7 separate regions of the Mus musculus genome follow, and all the other regions are linked to region 1. The links are chromatin contacts, called in public ChIA-PET, HiCAR-type, HiChIP or PLAC-seq and promoter capture Hi-C maps. All regions are on one chromosome and are shown on one strand. The core of a region is the stretch at or near the end of the contact, and the rest is flanking DNA. Distances in the headings are between cores, read along the strand shown.

Evidence for each region. Promoter capture Hi-C pulls out the DNA fragments that hold promoters and counts their contacts. ChIA-PET counts read pairs in DNA pulled down with a chosen protein or histone mark. HiCAR-type assays count read pairs that join an accessible place to other places. HiChIP or PLAC-seq counts read pairs in DNA pulled down with a chosen protein or histone mark.
Region 2: a contact with region 1 is called in a HiCAR-type map of astrocytes, with 3 times the contacts expected there. The contact joins the promoter of Tfip11 here to the promoter of Pitpnb in region 1. A contact is called at or near these places in 5 of 39 promoter capture datasets (the 3T3-L1 cell line, embryonic stem cells, erythroid cells and 2 more), 1 of 484 Hi-C or Micro-C datasets (CD4 T cells), 3 of 115 datasets of contacts at active chromatin or transcription factors (astrocytes, epiblast stem cells and pancreatic cancer cells) and 2 of 9 other capture datasets (adipose tissue and liver).
Region 3: a contact with region 1 is called in an H3K27ac HiChIP or PLAC-seq map of extraembryonic endoderm stem cells, with 5 times the contacts expected there. The contact joins the enhancer-like site here to the promoter of Pitpnb in region 1. A contact is called at or near these places in 7 of 39 promoter capture datasets (the 3T3-L1 cell line, embryonic stem cells, frontonasal cranial neural crest and 3 more), 3 of 115 datasets of contacts at active chromatin or transcription factors (T-cell acute lymphoblastic leukemia, astrocytes and extraembryonic endoderm stem cells) and 1 of 9 other capture datasets (adipose tissue).
Region 4: a contact with region 1 is called in an RNA polymerase II ChIA-PET map of memory CD8 T cells, with 26 read pairs. The contact joins the promoter of Tpst2 here to the promoter of Pitpnb in region 1. A contact is called at or near these places in 5 of 39 promoter capture datasets (the 3T3-L1 cell line, hippocampal neurons, liver and 1 more), 1 of 484 Hi-C or Micro-C datasets (uterus), 8 of 115 datasets of contacts at active chromatin or transcription factors (astrocytes, bone marrow-derived macrophages, craniofacial prominence and 4 more) and 1 of 9 other capture datasets (adipose tissue).
Region 5: a contact with region 1 is called in a HiCAR-type map of astrocytes, with 4 times the contacts expected there. The contact joins the promoter of Crybb1 here to the promoter of Pitpnb in region 1. A contact is called at or near these places in 11 of 39 promoter capture datasets (the 3T3-L1 cell line, 3T3-L1-derived adipocytes, the C10 cell line and 7 more) and 7 of 115 datasets of contacts at active chromatin or transcription factors (astrocytes, bone marrow-derived macrophages, embryonic forebrain and 4 more).
Region 6: an H3K4me3 HiChIP or PLAC-seq map of bone marrow-derived macrophages shows a contact between it and region 1, with 5 times the contacts expected there. The contact joins the promoter of Miat here to the promoter of Pitpnb in region 1. A contact is called at or near these places in 7 of 39 promoter capture datasets (the 3T3-L1 cell line, embryonic stem cells, frontonasal cranial neural crest and 3 more) and 14 of 115 datasets of contacts at active chromatin or transcription factors (the NIH/3T3 cell line, astrocytes, bone marrow-derived macrophages and 11 more).
Region 7: a promoter capture Hi-C map of 3T3-L1-derived adipocytes shows a contact between it and region 1, with 6 times the contacts expected there. The contact joins the enhancer-like site here to the promoter of Pitpnb in region 1. A contact is called at or near these places in 9 of 39 promoter capture datasets (the 3T3-L1 cell line, 3T3-L1-derived adipocytes, the C10 cell line and 4 more) and 1 of 115 datasets of contacts at active chromatin or transcription factors (bone marrow-derived macrophages).

What each region holds. Positions count from the first base shown.
Region 1 is chr5:111,329,411-111,331,974 of GRCm38.p6, forward strand. Pitpnb (phosphatidylinositol transfer protein, beta) reads left to right here and starts at 1,287. Exons shown (of 12, transcript NM_019640.5): 1 at 1,287-1,423. The coding sequence starts at 1,404.
Region 2 is chr5:112,325,088-112,327,651 of GRCm38.p6, forward strand. Tfip11 (tuftelin interacting protein 11) reads left to right here and starts at 1,282. Exons shown (of 14, transcript NM_018783.4): 1 at 1,282-1,386; 2 at 2,398-2,564.
Region 3 is chr5:112,300,627-112,303,190 of GRCm38.p6, forward strand. All of the region lies in intron 1 of Tpst2 (protein-tyrosine sulfotransferase 2), which reads left to right. Among named protein-coding and RNA genes, the nearest start is that of Tfip11, 24 kb to the right of the region's middle. Within about 2 kb of position 1,290, at least 52 of the 459 cell types and tissues checked have an H3K27ac peak or open chromatin away from gene starts, as enhancers often do. A contact at or near this core is called in T-cell acute lymphoblastic leukemia, extraembryonic endoderm stem cells and liver, where this site is marked.
Region 4 is chr5:112,275,457-112,278,020 of GRCm38.p6, forward strand. It overlaps Tpst2 (protein-tyrosine sulfotransferase 2), which reads left to right and starts at 1,289. Exons shown (of 7, transcript NM_009419.5): 1 at 1,289-1,315.
Region 5 is chr5:112,254,549-112,257,112 of GRCm38.p6, forward strand. Crybb1 (crystallin, beta B1) reads left to right here and starts at 1,272. Exons shown (of 6, transcript NM_023695.3): 1 at 1,272-1,299. It also overlaps a transcript of Cryba4 not described here.
Region 6 is chr5:112,227,675-112,230,238 of GRCm38.p6, forward strand. Miat (myocardial infarction associated transcript (non-protein coding)) reads right to left here and starts at 1,274. Exons shown (of 7, transcript NR_033657.1): 1 at 935-1,274; 2 at 627-682; 3 at 381-540.
Region 7 is chr5:110,493,287-110,495,850 of GRCm38.p6, forward strand. No RefSeq gene overlaps it. Among named protein-coding and RNA genes, the nearest start is that of A630023P12Rik, 20 kb to the right of the region's middle. Within about 2 kb of position 1,290, at least 53 of the 459 cell types and tissues checked have an H3K27ac peak or open chromatin away from gene starts, as enhancers often do. A contact at or near this core is called in 3T3-L1-derived adipocytes, where this site is marked.

The sequences.
Region 1 (2,564 bases), core at 37-2,536:
TGCTCTGATATCTAACAAAATTAAGGAACACTTGGGACTGGGGTTGGAGAGATGGCTCAGCAGTTAAGAGCACTGGTGGTTCTTCTAGAGTATCTGGGTTCAATTCCCAGCACCCACGACGTGGCAGCTCACAACTGTTTGAAACTCCAGTTCCAGGGGATCTGACCTCATCCAGGTATACATGCAGGTAAAACACCAATGTACATAAAATATAAATAAATCAATCACTAGAGAGGGGAAGAATATTCTTGAGACTATTTCTAGTTTTTATGAAAATATTTTCAAGATCATTCGATGAGGGAAAAAATATGGTTTGACACAAAGTATAGAGAAATCAAATTTACCTAAAATGCCCGTTGACACAAAGAAGATTATTCCTGCAGCTATCCAGCTCCCTAGGAATCCCACTAAAAGGTCCTTGAATCCCAAGTTACTAAGTTCAGTGAGTGAGGAAGCAGAGGGCAGTCCAAGAGCAGTACTTAGTCACTGTTTCAAAATTGTTTTATCAAAGTTGTTAGGTCAACTAGTGCTTAAAGCCCGTGTTGGGACGGGCTTCTGATTGGTCTTAGTAAAATTTAACTTTCATTCTTCCTGTAGTGAGTTCTTTGCCCCGAAAGCACATAATGAAAAACCAATGCCTTAGACACGTAGAATTCGTCTAGAATTAGTCTACCCAACTGGGTCTGGGTCTGTCTCATGCAAAATTGCTTTTGTTGAGGATTCAATGTTTGGACAGGGGCTCAGTTGTTAAGAACACTGGGGGTTCTTGCAGAGGACCCAGGTTTGGTTCCCAGCACTCACATGGCATTTCACAACTGTCTGCATCTCCAGTTACACGTGAACCTCAGTATGCATGAGACACACAGGGAGCAGACACAATACAGGCAAACCAGATAGATGTACCCTTAAAAAGGTTAGTTAGGACAAGGGGCGAACACATCAGGATTTTAACACCGGTCTGTCTGGGTTTCTAGAACACGCTCCTGCTAAACCTGAGGTCGTCCTCGGCTCCCACACCTGTGCGAACTCAACGTCGTTTAGGGTCCCGACTGGAGAACTCACTGGAAACCATAGGCTGCACAGCGCCGTGAGAGACTAACGCTGGCAGGAGGACGCCGCGCTTGCTGCCCCACTGCTCGCCGAGAGTACGCAGGCGCGCTCCAAGGCTCACCAGCGCGCCAAGGGGCCACGCAGCCGCAGTGGAGGCCTCGTGCTCCGTGAGCGGGGCGTGGACTGGGCGGAGTCAGCTCCCCCAGGCGCGCTGACGCAATGGCCGGCGGCGGAAGGGCGCGGACGCGCAGGCGCTCCCGGGGCTCGGACGATTGGGAGGCGGGGCTACGCTTGCGTGTTGCGAGGCCCGGCGGTGGCGGCTGGCGGCGGCGGCTGTGAGGGGTTCCCGGAAGATGGTGCTGATTAAGGAATTGTGAGTGGGTCGTTGGGCTCGAACGAGGTTCCGGAATGCGGGCTGGGGAGGATCGGTGGGCTCCGCGAGGAGGGCGCTCCCGGGTCGCAGTTGGCTCCTTCCTGGAGCCCCCAAGGCCCTGTGCGGCGCCGCCGCCCTCCGCAGTCAGCGCCAGGGTCGGCGGTGCGGCCGGGGCTCTCGGGGGAGCCGGGAATGCCGGGCGAAGGGTCGCCCGCAAGTTCGAGCCCGACCCACCTCAGGCTCAGTGAAGCCCACTCTAGATCATGCCCCTGCGGTCGCTCTCAGACCCCTCATCTCTAAGATGGGGAGACACCGGCCCCACCTGCTTCACTGGGTTCGGTGCGGGGTTAAACACATGGTGCTTAACACGGCAAATAAAGACTTTTCCCAAGTTCGTCGGACTGGTCCCGTCATTCTGTTGGGAAGTTGTGGCTTCCCCCTCTGCTTAGAGCCACGGACATCACAGGAAACCGTGGTGGCGGGGAATGTTCAGCTGTCATACCTGAGCCGGTGTCCCTTGTGCAATTTCAAGTGTGACCCATTTTGTTGTTGCTGTTCTTCCTCGGCCCTGGTTTAATTTCAGATTCTTAAAAGAAGCAAAAAAAAAAAAAGACGTTAAGTTAGCTGTCTAGATTCCTTGCCTGTATTAACGTCAACCTTGTAAAAATCACTAACAAGGTTTCTCTACTTAACACTGCCCAGATTCTATTTTCTGCTCATATGTAATTTTTTTTCCTTGCCCATTCCAGCATTACAAGACCCCTTGTTCCTCTGTCGCTCTGTATGTTGGCTTTCCTTCTCTTTCTGCTGACTCGAATGCTTTTTCCTCAAATCAGTAGCTCACCTTAAAGGTCTTGGGAAGTGTGTATTGTTTGTCTTTCTGACTGTTCGCCCTACATTGTGCAGGATACTCACTCTGATACCTCCATTTTTTTTGGATCAGTCTTTAGTACATAGCACATCTTCAGCCAGCATTTGGTGTTTTTAAAGATTTGCCTGTTTATATGTGTATTTAAGTGTTTGCCTGCGTGTGTGCATATGTGCTGCGTTCATACAGTGCTCTTGGAGGTAGTAGTAAGAGGGCATTAGGCATTGGATCCCCTGGAACTAGAGCAAGAAGTGAGCCACCGTCCATGGGCTG
Region 2 (2,564 bases), core at 32-2,531, 1.0 Mb after region 1:
GCTTTCATTCACGTGACCATAAAACCCCAAGAAGGGACCCTGATCCCACAGTATCACATTGGCTCTGACGGACTCCCCAAGAGCCTCACTAACAAATCCTCCTGCATGTTTTTTGGTTAGGTTTTATTGCTGTATTGTAAAGACCATACCCAAGAGCAATTTGGGAAGGAAACTGATTTATTTGCTTTACAGATTACAGTCCAAAGACATTTTTAAAAAGAACTGAAGTAGAAGCCACGGAGGGAACGCTGCTTATTGGCTTGCTCCCTGTGCTTACAGCACCCAGGACCACAGGGGGAGGCCCCACCCACAATGGGCTGGGCCGTCCCACATCAATCATGAATCAAGCAAACGACACCAGTCTTGCCTACAGGCCATCCGATGGAAGCACCGAGTCCTTTTCCTAGATATCTCTAGTGTGTATCAAGCTGACAGGGGAAAACAAAAATAAGTCCAGCCAACAACAAAACCCACCAGGACCCAGCCTTTTAGGGTATTAGAGAAAACAAATTAGTTTCAGAACCAGAGATGGCACCAGACTATGTATAGATTTGTAAGATGTGTAAAAAGATGACATATGCTCTTTGTGGGTCGCGTTGGCACACGCCTTTAAGGCCAGCACTCAGGAGGCAGAGGCAGGCAGATCTCCCGAGTTCGAGGCTAACCTGGTCTACACAATGAGTTCCAGGACAGTCAGGGCTACACAGAGAAACCCTGTCTTTCTTTCTTTCTTTTTTTTGGGGGTGGGGGGTTTCGAGACAGGGTTTCTCTGTGTAGCCCTGGTTGTCCTGGAACTCACTTTGTATGTAGACCAGGCTGGCCTCGAACTCAGAAATCCACCTGTCTCTGCCTCCTAAGTGCTGGGATTAAAGGCGTGCGCCACCACGGCAGGATGAGAAACCCTGTCTTGAAAATTCACAAAACCAAAACCAAATCAAACCAACAAGAAACCCCAACTCCGTTCTTTCCCAGCGACAGAGAAATAACTAGAGCAAAGAGGAGAACAATAAAACTGCTTCCTGGAGAGAACTCGACATGGGGTCGCGAGGACATTTTAATCTCTCAGTGTCCTCGTGACGCTGGTAACGCCAAGTAAGACTCCAGTGCCTGGCGACGGCTCGCCCTGGAACGAGACGGCCACTCAGCCTCAGTTCCGATGGGAACCAGAAGCAGCGCGAGGCGGGATCACCGGCCCTTCCGGGTTGCAGACACGCCCCCTCCGGCGTGAAGTCGCTGCCGGGGCAACAGCGCGCCACTTCCGCCTCTGAGCGATGACGTATTTCCGATGCGCCGGTAAAGGCCACATCCGGGTTTGGGCTGGCGGGACCCTCGCAGATTCGGGGACGCTGGGCGAAGGCTGTGTGGCTCTCGCGGATGCTGAGCGAGGTGAGCAGGCGGCGGGGTGGCGTCCCGGGAGCGCGGGCTGAGGCTCCGAGGCTCCGTGACGACGGCTTTACGGTTTCCCTGCGCTCCGGGCCCGCTGCTGACATTGAGCTGAGCGTCTCCTGTCCCCTGTGCTGGGGAGGTGGCGGTGCTGTAATTGAGTGGGCCTAGGGCTTCCTGCTCCTTTGAGGAAACTCAACATGTGCTGGTTGCTGGGGTCGGAACCTGTTGAGTTTCGCCGGTGCATAGTGAGGAGGAGGAGGAGGAGGAGCAGCGGGGGGGGGGGGGAGCTGTTAGTCACCGCGGAGCCGTTTTCACGCTGTCAGTCACTGGTGTCACATAGTGAGGATGTTACTGTGCAATGCACACAGTGTCGGGTCGGGACCTTTGAATGTGATAACCACACTCACAGGTGTTCATAGAGGCGCGATTTAGACTCAGGCTGGGGTGTTAAGTGTTAATGATTTTCACAATCATTTTGAAGGATTCACTTCGCAGTCCTGACTTGTAATGAGTGTGAACCTGAAACCCGATCATGGAGTGGAAGAAGATGCTTTTTTTTTTTTTTCCTTTTTCCTCCCTTTCCCCCCGTTTCTGTTTTTTGTTTGTTTGTTTGTTTTGTTTTTTGTTTTTGTTTTCAAGACAGAATTTCTCTTTAGCAGCCAGCCCTGGCTGCCCTGGAATTTGCTTTGTAGACCAGGCTGGCTTTGAACTCAGACCCCCCTGGTCTCTGCCTCCCTACTGCTAGAGTCAAAGATGTAAGGGTGCTGTTTCTTGAGCACCTACTGGGAGCGGAGCTTTCGTTGTTGTTTTGTCGGTTTTGAGACCAGGCTGGCTTTGAACTTAGAGAGATGGATCTGCCTCTCTGCCTCCAAAGTGTTGGAGCTTTTGTTTTTCGAAAGTATCATCTTAATCAGTCCTTACAAGCTTCTCCTGGAACTGAATGAATGCAGTTATGAGAGAGAGAGATGAATAGCTACCTGGGTAGAACACTGTTTTTTCCCTACCCTCTAGGAGTGACTGCAAAGTGGCATTCAGAAAGACTGCAACCTTCCAGTACCGTAGAAGCCGTTCAGGGAAGGAAACCTTCAGTCCCGTGGAAATAGTATTTCAGAAAATGCTCTGAAGTTTCCCTGGAACTGCAAATTGGCTAGATACAACTTTTCCTGGAGAAGTAAAAA
Region 3 (2,564 bases), core at 40-2,539, 970 kb after region 1:
AGGGTGCAACAGCGTTGCTGCCTGGCAGAGGGAAGTTGGGAGCTGTTTCCCTGGGGGCAGGATCACACAAAGGTCTGGGTTTGTGCACAGGGCCCCTGGATCCCCATCCAGGACCACTTTACAGGTGTAGCCTCAGCTACTGCCGCCTCCCTCTGCTCACAGCTCCTTGTTTTCTTGGGAGCCTCTTGATCTCTTGAGCGTAGGGAAACACCAGCTTAGAAAGTACAGAGCGATGGATTTGAGCCAAAATGTCACTTGCTTCTGTTCACTGTGGGTGTCTGTTCCTCCTCAAACTGGCTGTTTCTCTCTGTCCTTGGCTCCAGCACTGTGTCTCTTATGTAGCCCAGGCTGGCCTTGAGCTCTCTGTGTAGCTGAGGATAACCTGGTGCTCCTCCTTTGTCTTCTGCTCTCATCCAAGCCTACTAGTGTGAGTGGTTCAGGCACACAGTAGGTGCAGGCGCACAGTAGGTGCTCAATAAGTGGTTCCATCAGATCCCTCTGCCTTTGCTGCCCTCTTCCCTTCTCATGGCTCCTGAGCAGCCAGGGATTGAGCTGAGAGCTGGCATGAGGCCCCCAGCCCCTCATGGTTCATTTTGAGAGCTGTATGACACCAGGGCGGGGCACGGGGACAGCAGTACTGAAGGACAAAGCTGACTTTTCTGTTTCCTTAGCTGTGTGGTCTCGGCTCATTACGTCACTTGCAGAGCCACAACCTCTTCCACTAAATGGGACAAACACACTTCATGGCACCTGCCGGGCAACACTTGCTCCGGGCAGATATCCCTGCACAGATTCACTGACAGTCTCTCCTCAGGCTCCAGGAGTCCCCATGGCCTTTTGAAGTTGAGTGTGATGAAGCCCAGAGGTGCCGGCAGCCCTGTTTCTCAGAGGATTTCAGGGAGATTAGGCAATGTCAGGCCACACAGCTGGGTCTGGATGCAGGTGGTCTGCACCCTTTCTGTGCCTGGCCCACATGTGGAAAGCCTGATAATCAGTTGATGCTACATTACAGGGAAATAGTGTGAGCTATGGGGTCCGAAGCTGTTTTAGAAAATGTCCCAGACCGCCAGGACTCTGCAGGGAGCACCCGAATGGGCGCCAGTTGGCCCACCTTATTAGTGATTCTGCCCCTGGGCACAGTTATACTTGTCCTGCATCCTCACAAACCTAGCTGGCCCCTAGAGGGCAGATCCCACTGTGCAAGCACAGGGCTGATGGGAGGATGTGGATAGCCCCTGGCTTAGTGCTGACTTGTGATCCTCCTGTAAGAAGGAGAGCTGTGGACCACACCCCTGCCTCTCACTGTCCTGTGTTGCACGAGCTCTGAGCAGAAGGTTCCAGAATAGAGGCTGACAGTCTATGACTGTTCTTGTGGCTGCTGCTTTGGGGTTTGTGGTGTACTGACAGTTTCTGAGGCTGCTACGCCTGCAGAGTTCTCTCCCTTCTTTGGAGAGAAGCACAAAAAATACACATGCTTCTCCTCCTTCTCCTCCACCTCCTCCTCCGCTGACAGGAAAGGTCTCAGTGGACAGCCTCCACCGTGGTCTGAGTATGGAGATCAGAAAACCACTCCGTGGGGTCAGTTCTCCCCACGTCTCTGCGGGTCCCGGGATTTGAACTCAAGTCGGGCTTGTGCAGCAAGAGCATTTACCCGCTGAGCCGTCTTGCTGGCCCACCTCTGTGTGCTGCAAACCACCTCGAATTGATTTGTACTGCAGTGCACTGTAAATGCAGTGGGAACAGTAAGTTGTCCCATGCTACTGTCCAGCTAAAACAAACATGAAGTCCACACAAGTCAACACCCAGGCAGTTTTCCCTCCAAGCTCAGGTGAGCCTGTGTACATAGAACCTGCAGGAGCTGAGTACACACAGCACCCGCGCTCCAGGAGCCACAGAGGCCGCTATCTAGGTCAGGGTGTGCACACAGCACACCACATTCCAGAGGCCACAGGGTACTGTCTAGGTCAGGGCTATCCAGTACGGTACTCCCCACTGACTCCAGTGGTTTCTGAGCCTCTGGCATATGACCAAAACAAAGCCAAGTGAACTTTTTATTCAGTTTGGCTGAATTTAAACCTCTCCTCGACCCCTGTGGTGGTACCTCGGATGCCTGCTCTGAGGTGGAAGGCCCATCAGTGGGTCCGTGGGTCTCAGTGAGCCTGTGTTCTTTGGAGAGTGATTGGTGCCAGCCATGGGGTTGGCAGACCTGGGAACACTTAGCATTTCAAGGCCCTCCTGGGGGCGTCCAGGCTGCCTCCAGGTTCTCTGGAAGCTTCCAATGCCCCGTCTGGATTGCTTGCTTTCTTCCTGGGGAAGTCAGCCACCATGCCCATGAGGCCTGGGCCTGAGCGGCTGGTGGGGTAGAAGCAAGGTGAGATCCCTTCTCCAGCTGAGCCTTACTGTGTTAGCAGGGCTGCATTTCCAAGGAAAAAAAAAAAAAAAAAAAAAACCTTCAACAAACAAACTCAATGATAAGCGTGAGAGAATTCTCTGGAAATGGAAGACTGAAATGCAGGTGGTCACTCCTTACTCCTTCCTGCTGTGACACAAATGGCAGTCACTGC
Region 4 (2,564 bases), core at 39-2,538, 950 kb after region 1:
CCTCAGCGGAGCAGAAGTCCCCTTCAGGCAGACCTTGCTCTTTGATCTTTCTTCACCCATAAATAGTATAAAACTCCCAGAGCTGTGTCGTTAGTCACAAAAAAAAAAAAAAAATCTCAAATATGCACTCAGTAAATGCTATGTTGTGTGGTTTCATTTTTGGTAACTGGCTTCACCAAGACGGGGACTTTGTCAGCCCAGCATCTCCCACAGGGCAGGCACTGTTTTATAGACTACATGAATGAATGAATGAATGAATGAATGAATGACAAACACATATCTGTGTGCCTTGCTTTGTCTGGCCTGTAGAGATATTTGTGTTAGTTGTAACTAGTATAAAAATGAATTTCATTTAGTTTTGTACAGGTTTGGGGTATACGGTTTCACAACACCCTGGAAGGTCAAAGGATTTGTTTGGGTGGGAGGGGTACGTCCTTGTATGATGTGGGTCCCTCATCGAACTCATGTCGTCAGACTTAGAGGCAGGCGCTCTTACCCACTAAGCCATCTCGCAAACACCAGGATTTTATTTTCAATATTTATTTTTATTACTGTGTGTCAAGGCACACGTGTGGAGGTCGGAGACAACTTTGTGGAGCCGGTTCTACTCTTCCATCTCTGCACGGGTTTCGGGGATTGCAAGCGTCTTTACCAAACGAGCCATCTAATGTATTTTAAAATGGTAAAACACACCACAACTCGTGCGCGCGCGCGCGCGCTGTAAACAGAGGCTATAGAGGACGCAGCGAGAGGCTAGCCTACACCTTCTCCTTTGCTCTGCACACCTTGGGCTGGCTCCTTTCTGGGACCCAATCCTGTACCTATAGTGCACACCCCTGCGCTGACGGACAGCCATCCCGCTCAGCGTCTGAACGCCAGCTTGTGGCTGCGCCCTCAAGGATGCCGTGCAGAGGAGGAACGCCCTGCGTAGTTAAAGGAGCCAGAGCAGCAAGCTCTAACGGCAGGGGCTCCGCCCCCGGGGAGGAGATGAGGGCGGGGCAACGCTGGAAGGGGCGGGCTCTCTTGGCCACACCCCTTGCGTCATGGCGCTAGAGGGGAAGCTAGGGGAGGGGGAGTGGCGGAGGCCGTGCGTGTGGGCAGGGCCTATCTGGGTCCCGCCCCCAACCCTCTGGGCAAGCCTGGAGTGTCGCGGCTCTAGCGATAGACGTTGGGGGCGTGGTCAAGCACTAGGCGACAGGGGCGTGATCACGAGTGGCTCCGCCCCTTGCGTCACGACACGCGGCCCCGCCCCTCGCGGCGCCTCCCTGGCGGCCGGCAGGGAGCCGGAGTCTGCGCGGGCGCCGATTTGGGCACGGTAGGTGGCAGCGGCCTCGGCCAGTACCAGGTCAGGGCTGCGTGGCGCGGTCCGGACGGTGGGCGGCGCGGACAGGCCTGGTCGCCGCGGGAGGACGCGCGTGGCCTGGAGCCCCACCCGCGCGGCGCCGCGGGGAAGTTAACTTGCGGAGGTCGCGGCCCACGGTGGTTCTTAAGAACGCGTAGACCTCTCTTGCTCTGCCCTGTTTTGCTTGCTTCCTGCTTCACACGTGGGAAACTGAGGCCTGGGGTCACGTGCCCGGGCGCTGGGACTCACAGCTAGGACGGGGCAGAAACTCTCCCGCGGGGTTTTGTGCGCGCGAGCGAGCGTGTGACCCTCCCCCCTCCCCCCAGAGGTGGCTGCCCCTGTACCCACTGCTCCCGGTGTTCATACTGTTCCTTGCCCTCCCCAACCCCTTGTTTCTTTCATTCTAGCAGGGATGCCCGATGGTTAGTTAGGCCCAGCTTCTGCATTGGGGCAGATCGGGCTGGGAGGCTCCGGCTTAGTATTGGGGACATGCCCTTTCTCCAGCCTCTGTTTCCGGACATACAGAACTGGGTTTGTTTCGTTACCCTGAAGAAGCTGTTAAGTTATTTGTGAACCGCTGTACCCGCCTTGCCTCGCCTTGGGCTCATTCCATTTACCATATCTTGTTTTAAAAACCGTATCTAAGGATTTTTTTTTTTGTAACACTTTTTCTGAAGGTCTGATCCACTAACCATATAAATCTTCTTTTGGAAGTAAACTTTAGGTGGTTGGTGGGTTTTAGGATGCTCACATTACGCACTGATCCTCGTCTACTTTTAGAACATTTGTACATCCCCCAAAGCAGCAGTCCCTAACCCTCAACTCCCAAACCTCTTTCCCCAGACCCCGGCTCACCTTCATCTACACTACTATCTGTCTATGGATTTCTCTGCTCTGGGTGGTTCTGTGTATGGTTCCTCATGTGCATAGTATTTCCTAGTGTGGATATTGTGTGTGTGTGTGTGTGTGTGTGTGTGTAGTCCATTGGTTTGTAGATGGACAGTGGGTTGATGTTCCTTTATGGCTGTGATTAGTATTGTTGCTGGGAATACACACACTGTATTTCTCTTTTCAGTTTTGCCTAAATTTCAGGATCCCTTTAAAGTTTAACCTATTGAGGAGCTGCCAAACTCCCAAAGTGCCTTACCACTTTACTGCCTCTGGAATGTGATGGTTATGATGATATTTGTGACCAAGTCTTATCTACCTCAAGCTGACCTTG
Region 5 (2,564 bases), core at 22-2,521, 930 kb after region 1:
AGGCCAGGGTGACCACAAAGTAGAGATAGGCCCCACAGGGGGTCCTGGGTTCCCCAGAGAAGGGTTTCTCAGATGGCTGCACTCCTACTGGGGTTGGCGACACAGAATGCAGGTGGCCTGGCCTGGCCAGATTCCAGCTCCACTCCACTTGGGGTTCACACTGTGGAACAAGGTTGAAGCTTCCTGTTCTGTGTGGGTTTCAGTTTCTCTGGGGAAATGGTGGGTCATCTGGCGTTCACTTGTCCACTAAGATGCTTGGCGGTCCTGGCTGTTCTGTTTTCTCCTTTGCCCTGGGCTCTCTCCTCCCTGTCCGTTTATCGACTCCTCCCTTCATCTTCTGAAAAACCTTTCTCTCTATCACCCCCTCCCTTTGCATCTCAGATGTCCCTACCCTCTCCAGTAGACTATCAGGAACCTGCCAGGGTCCAGGTCCTGGGTGAAATGCTGGCCCTTGGCCCGGTCAGGTACAGTGGGATGTGAGGCTGCCCAGAGTCTCCGTGTTCCTGACCCTGGGCAGCATCCCCTGCTGTCAGACAGTGGGAGCTGATGGGCAGTTAAGAAGGACCCAAGCCTTGAATGCTAAGCCCTTGAGCCTGAGACCCAGCCCTACCCCACCACCCTAGAACAGGGAATTCAGGCAAGCCTCAGTCAGGGCCAAGGCTGGATAGCCAGAGCCTTCCTGCTTGCCATGGTCAGTACTGGCCTCTGCACCCAGCCTTCCTCATCCAAGAAATGGGTGCAGCAAGGATCTGGATAGGGCAGGTGTGCTGCAAAGCCCCAGAGGCTGCAAACACACAGAAGCACTCAGGACCGGGCCTGTGGACTGAAAACCCGTTTCTTGCCCTTATAAAACATGTTCAATGTTGTCTTCAGTTCTGGGCAGCATCCACAGGGAGAATTGTCAACTGTACCTGTAAACTGAGACCCCCTAGAGGTAGAGAAGCCATACGGTGGGTGAAGCAGCCTGACTGAGGCCGGTTTCTATCCCAGGTCACCTCCTCCCCCATCCCCCTTCCCTAGTCTAGGCTGGCAGCCAGCAAGGCCCTGGGCCTGTCTCCAGCCAGGGAAATAGAGAGAGCAGTCAGAGCAGGGTTAGGGCCAGGGTTTCTCTGTGTTCCAGGCCAACAATAGAAAATGCTAGCCTGGGCAGTAATGGGGCAGAGCCGGCCATGGGCCCCATCCAGGTTTGCTGACCCAGCTGCCTCTTTGTGCTACACTATAGACCCTGATGTCTGCCAGGCTATAAAATGGGGGGTTGGCCCTGAGGCACTCACAGCACCCGCCTGTCCACCAATACAGGTAAGAGGGGACTGCCACACCACCAGAGAACTGAGAGGAGGACAGAAACAGAGGTGGGGCAGCTGACGAAGACAGAGCCAGGCTGAAAGCCAAACCCAGAAAGGTTGCTGGTGCATACTTGTCTAGTTAGCACTCTGGAGACTGGGGCAGGAAGATTGCTGAGAGTTGGAGGCTAGCCTGGGCTACAGGGAGGTAGAGAGGAAAGCAATGGTCCTCACCAAGAGAGGGAGGGAGACGGACACATGGCTGGGAAAGGAGCACAGCCTCTGGGAAGAGTTTCCCAGAATAGAGACAGGTTGAGGGTGGCTGAAACCCCCAGATGTGGTCCAGATGTGTGGGTAGCCGAGCATCCAGTCTTCCTGAGGAAGCCTGGGAGGAGTGTGCTCATCCCAGCTAGAGAGAGGATGTTGGGAACCCACCTGGACCCAGGGAACTTGCTCTGGGCCCCAAGAGTTCCAGTAGCTTGTAAATTATCAGCACAGTCTTGGTGGATTTCCTCCAGGAGACAGTGCAGTCAGGCATGACCCATACCCAGAAGTCTGTGCTCCTTGAGGTAGCATTGGAGCTGACCAGAGTCCTCTCCACCCAACGCCCACAGGCACAGCTCCGGCGTGGAGCAATGGAAACACCCTACTCCCTCTCCTTGTGCCTTCCAACCCCGAGTGCCAGGCTGCTATTTTGCACACCCACATCTGCCCTCGGAGGACGCCAGGGGCGGAGGGCTGGGAGAGGTTCAGGACACGCACACACTGGCATTCGCTCTCTGAACAGATGTTGCCTGAGAAGCTCCTGTGCACCTGGCATGGAGACAAGTGCTAAGGAGGCAGACAGGCGAGCTTACAAGGCTACATCTAGTAACCCAGGTGCCTGTCCATCTGCTGCCTCAGATGGGAGCTGACTGCTGTGTGGGGCTGCAGGGCACCTTCCCTCCAGCTAGACTCTAGAGGGATATCCCAATCCCAGCTAGTCCCACCATTAAGGTCAAGATGTGAGGCGTTCAGTACTGTGCCCAATGGTGCCGAGGGGGAACCATCACTGGTGAGCAAAGCCATGCTATACACACATGTGGTGGTGAACTAACCAAGCACGAGAGCACAGGAAGGGAGGAACAGGGTGTGAGGCTAGAGGGCAGGAGGCAGTGCAGGGAAGGGACAGCATCCAGGAAGAGACTGGCTGTCCTAGAGCAGGGTGGAACCCAGAGCTTCAGCCCTGTCTCCCAGGAAGAGCTGATGGCTGTGGGGGAGTCCATAGACATGGCTGAGAAG
Region 6 (2,564 bases), core at 24-2,523, 900 kb after region 1:
CCTCTCCGCAGTGGGGTGTGAGCGCCAGCGATCCCCGACGCCTGGAGGCCTGTGCTCGGGAGACTGGGACGAGAGTGGGGAGGCAGGGGTCCCCGGAATCCCTCTGTCCAAGAAATAATCTCGTTCGCGTCCTAGATGAAAGAGGTCTAGACCTTTCCCTCTCAAACCCCCAGCTTCTGCAGAGAGTAGTGTCTCAGAGCCCAGGAGGGTTGAGAAACCGAGCTAGTGAGTTCTAGGGTCACCCCCACACCGTTTTAGAGATGCCATGTGGGCTTCAGAGTCCGTCGTGTCAAACTCAAAAATCTTTGGCTGAGTGACCTTGGACAGGCCGCTAAACCTCTCTGGACCTCCTTTTTCTCGTCTTTAAAATGGGTTCTTACCACCTCGCAGGACTGTTGTGCCAAAGCAGTGACTCCCCAAGGATATGCAAACAGCATCCAGAGCGACGTCGCGATGAGAGTGCAGAGATGCCCTGGGTTTGAGGCTGCGCTGGACGCCCCAGGTCTGGGATAAGGCCCATAAGTGGAGGAATGGTAAGGGCTGGGCGTGTGGAGGAAGGGAGTCAGAGAAACCACCCGCTACCCCACCCTCCATGCCTGGGCGCAGTCCCTATCCCAGAGAGTTACCTGCTAACCTTGTGGGTTGGTGTTGTACCGGAGTCCCCACGCCCATGTGCATCTAGCTGTGGGGGAAGGGAAGGGTCTTTGTTCCCCCTCAGACCGTGACTACCAGACCCTGAGCATCCTCTGTGTTTCCATCCCCATGGTCCATCCACTGGACCCTCACATCTGGTCATTGCGGGTTTGGAGCCCCGTCACCCACTCAGCGCGGGCCACCATTGCCCTGGGACTGTGGGACACCCCACCCCCACCCCGTTGCCCTCCCGAGGATCAGGTGCGCACGGCGGGGAGTGAGAATGGCGACCCCGGCTTACCTCGGCTCCTCCTCGCTCCTGCGGCTGGAGTGCAAAGGGCTCTTTGTGCCCAGCTCTTAACAGAACTGGGGGAGTCCTCCCAAGCGCCTCCCCTCGCAAACTCCTCCCCGCTCTGGTCCGCAGCCTCCCTCCCTACGGCCCCCCAGCGCAACCGGCGTCGTCTTCGCGTTTACTGCAGCGCCCATGAAATTTTAATGCAGGAGCGGCTGGCGGGCGGAGTTGCCGCACCCGGCCTCGGGCGTGGGGGTGGGGTGGGGCACACGAACAAGCACCCATCTTGCGGACCAGGACTCAAGCAAAGAGATGTGGGGTGCACATCTCTCCCGCGCCTCACAAAGGGGCTACTGCGAGCCTCAGCCTCAGCATCCCCCCCCTGCGGCGCTGCCATAGCAACGCTGGCCAGTGGAGAGGCGCGCGACGGTCGGAGGCGCGATCGCGGACCTGGCGCCTAAGCGAGAAGCACTGCCTAGAATCCCAGAAGAGGACCCGGTATCCGTGCTTGGCTCTCAGGGCCGGGGCGTGGTTGCCGAGGAACTCTGTTAGGAAGAGTCCTGGTCAGGGCGGCGGCAAGATTCGAACCCAAGTCTGTGGCAGAGGTCTCTAATTTTGGCATCTGCTCTGCCTGCACTCCTTGGCACCATCACGAGCTTTACAGGGATGCTAAAGAGTCGCTAAAAACCTTGGTTCTGTGATGCTCCAGACCAGCGCCATCCACACCTTTGAGACCATGATGTAATTGTCATCTTCTAAGCCCCAATATAGTGCCGCTGGATCAAAACTTGTGAAATGGGACCACCAGTGCCTCTTCCAGTTGAGGAACCCCTGTGCTAGAACATTCCACCTACTAGTCCTCAGCTTAAATTTCAGCTCGGATCACGCCCTTGACCAGATGTGGCCGTATGGGCATGGGTGTTTCCCCAAACTGGTTCTCTATTCTCTTCCAGTCAGCGGGTTAAGTAGGGGAGAGGCACCCAGCATAAGATGGCCCTTGGGCCCCAAGCTGTTCTCTTCAATAAGCTAGCTCACCTTTTGGGATTTTGTTTGTTTTGTTTTGTTTGTTTGTTAAACTTTTTTTTTTCTTTTTTCCCCCTTCCCTTTCTCCCTCTTGCTCTGGCTCGGCTCCTTCCGGCCCCTGCTCTTTCCAGCCCATAGGTTTTTTTTTTTTTTTATTTGTTTCTCATTACAGATGGTTGTGAGCCACCATGTGGTCGCTGGGATTTGAACTCAGGACCTCTGGAAGACCAGTCAGTGCTCTTAACCACTGAGCCATCTCACAAACCCACCTTTCATTTCTTTTTTTTTTTAAATAAATTAAAACACTTATTTAGTATGATTGGGTGGGCACGCCGTCCACAGTGGGCCTCAGAGGACAACAGAATGGGCTCTCTCACCTCCCACCATGTAAATCCAGGGGGTGGAACTCAGTTGAGGTCAAGCTTGCCAGCATGAGATCTCCCTGGCATGCCCTCACTGCTCACATACAGAGGTGGGGAGGAGGAGGAGGGGGGAGAGGAGGGGACGGGGAGGGCTGCACACAGCCTCCGTGAGGGACCCATGTGAGATTTGAACTCATGCTTCCAGGTTCTGTCATCTTCACATCCTTCTCTCGATGATTCACATGTCCAATGTG
Region 7 (2,564 bases), core at 40-2,539, 840 kb before region 1:
TTCCAACTGGATCACACAGACCTATGTAGAGGGAACATCTTGTGTATTGTATGGATTAAAAATTTAAAAAAACCTATGGCCTATAGAAAAGGGTAGAATAGAAGGTGGAACATCCAGGAGGCAGAAAGAATTCTGGGATAGGGCCAGGTCCCGGGTTCATCCAATGTAATGAGACAGATACATGGTATCTGAGCACAGGTAACTAGTCACATGGCAGAATGTAGATTTGAGTAAATGGATTATAGTAAATTGTGATCTAGTTAGGGAAGAGCCTAGCTATATGGCCAAGGTATTTGTAAATATATTTTGAATCTGAGTCTTATTTCTGGGAGCATGTTGCTGGGAGGAAGAACCAAGTTCAAACTTCTACAGACCCGAAAGTCTTTGGATGTGACCCCTTGCCAGAGTAGCCATGTTGCTGTATTACAATTTCTCTACACACGTAGAAGACACCTGAGCAGTTCTCTTCAAAATTAAGATGGACAGAGCCCTGGGCCAGGTCCTAGACAGTTGGAAAAGCTGGCAACTTCGGGGATCTCAACAACCCTTGCAGCCTACAAGAAGCAGGGCCAATGGTGGTTTTCTATATGTAGTAAGCACTAGAGAACTTCAGGACAGTGTTAGAGAACAAAAGTGCCTGTGGGCTCCCGGCATGTAGAACCAGATATGACCACAAGGTGACAGCAGCACCCTTCATACCGGTCAGAAGCTAGGCCAGGGGGTGGCCTGTCTTTCCAAGCCGGCAGCAGGCCAGCTGTGACTTGCAGAGTCTGACTTAGAGGGCAACTAGGGCTCCTCACAACAAGAATACCTCCCTCTTCAGGCTTAGGCCTGTGATGTGGTCCCTGCTCTTTTTGTAAGTTCCTCTCTCTTGTCTTCTTTCTTATTCTTTCTCTGTCTCTCTGCCTCCTCATCTCTACCTTTGTCTATTTCCCTTTGTCTGATGGTGTCTTTCTGTTTGCCTGTCTTTCTTTGTCTGCCTTCCCTTTTGATCCTGAACTGTCTGGGTCCAGATCCTAGGACTCCCTTTTTAGCTGGGTTGTCTCCAGATGGTACCATAACTTTCTACTCCTCAGGGTCCTTATTTCTGACACGGGAAAGCAGCTTCTGCAGTAAGTGGGGCTGCTATAGGGCTCAGACGAACAGTGGGGTATCTGGGAGGATCATGGTCTTGCACATACATGTGTTACATTAACGTGAAGAATCCTCTGTTTTGTGTGGTCTGGGCATGTGTTTCAGACACACTCTTCATCCTTCTCAGTCAGCTCGTTCTTGTTCCTTGTACGGGTGAGTGGAGTTGAGAGAGAATAGCTGGGCATTGGTCCAGGCTCTACATAGCTCTCAGGGTCCCATTATTCCTGTGGTTTGGCAGAAAGATGTGCTTAGGTTGGTAACCTGCATAGACTTCCTAGTTCCAGAGCCAGCCTAGGGTTGTGGTCTCCAGTTCCCCCAAAGCCTAGGCCTGACTAATGTGTATGAAGTCCTTCTGTTGTTCAGAGGTGAGGGCCTAAAATGTACCAAAAATAGTCTACACAGCTGGGGAAGGCAGCCTACACTTTAGCAGCTGATACGCCAGAGTTCACACTGACAGAGAAGACCTTACCTGATACCACTCTGACATCTCAGACCCTTCCCAACAGCCCGGCATGGCCTGGATTCCTAGGCAGGAGATATACTGGGCAGAACCAGGAGCCTCAGCTCCTAATAGCACCCAGATGTCACCAGCACCATGGGGCCTACGGCCACATCTCTTCTCTAAGCTACTACTGCCGATGGCGGCCCAGGGGCAACACTTGAATTCTGTTTGTAATTAAAAGAAGGTGCCCTTTAAAAACTGCTCACTGTTTCTGCATCTAGGCAGCAAATTATCTCAAAGTGGATTTTCTTTGTTCTGAGAAGCTAATTGATGGGCTATGTGTATGCATAAGCACGTGCGTGTGCGTGCGTGTACATAGAATGTGCTTGGGGGGTTTTCAGCCCTTGTCACATGATGTAGACATTCAAGGGCTTTGCAAAGACACAAAGCTCCATGCCTGCCCCAGAAATAGTGGTTCATCTGGTTAGAGGGGCCTTGGCTCCCAGGAAGCTGCAATGGGCATCTTAGGAAGACTTAGATAGAATAAGGTCCTCAGGTGTCTGGTGTATAAGGGCCAGGCCCTGATGCAGAGGTCTCTGCCCAACCTTGGAGTTCCCAGTAGGCTCATCATCAGGCTAACCTTGCTTTTTTATTTTTTTTGTTTTTCGAGACAGGGTTTCTCTGTATAGCCCTGGCTGTCCTGGAACTCACTTTGTAGACCAGGCTGGCCTTGAACTCAGAAATCTGCCTGCCTCTGCCTCCCGAGTGCTGGGATTAAAGGTGTGCGCCATCATGCCCAGCTATCCTTGCTTTTGAGGCTTGATCCTAACCCTGGCCCCAGGGAATGTTGAGTTTCTTACCCAGACTCTGTGAGTAATTCCAACTCAGTCATTGTAGGCGTGCCACCTCTGTTAGGGGCTTAGAGGACATGTGAAGTCCCACCCTCTACTTCAGAATGTGGCAGAGGGGTACAGGTCATTGCAGATGG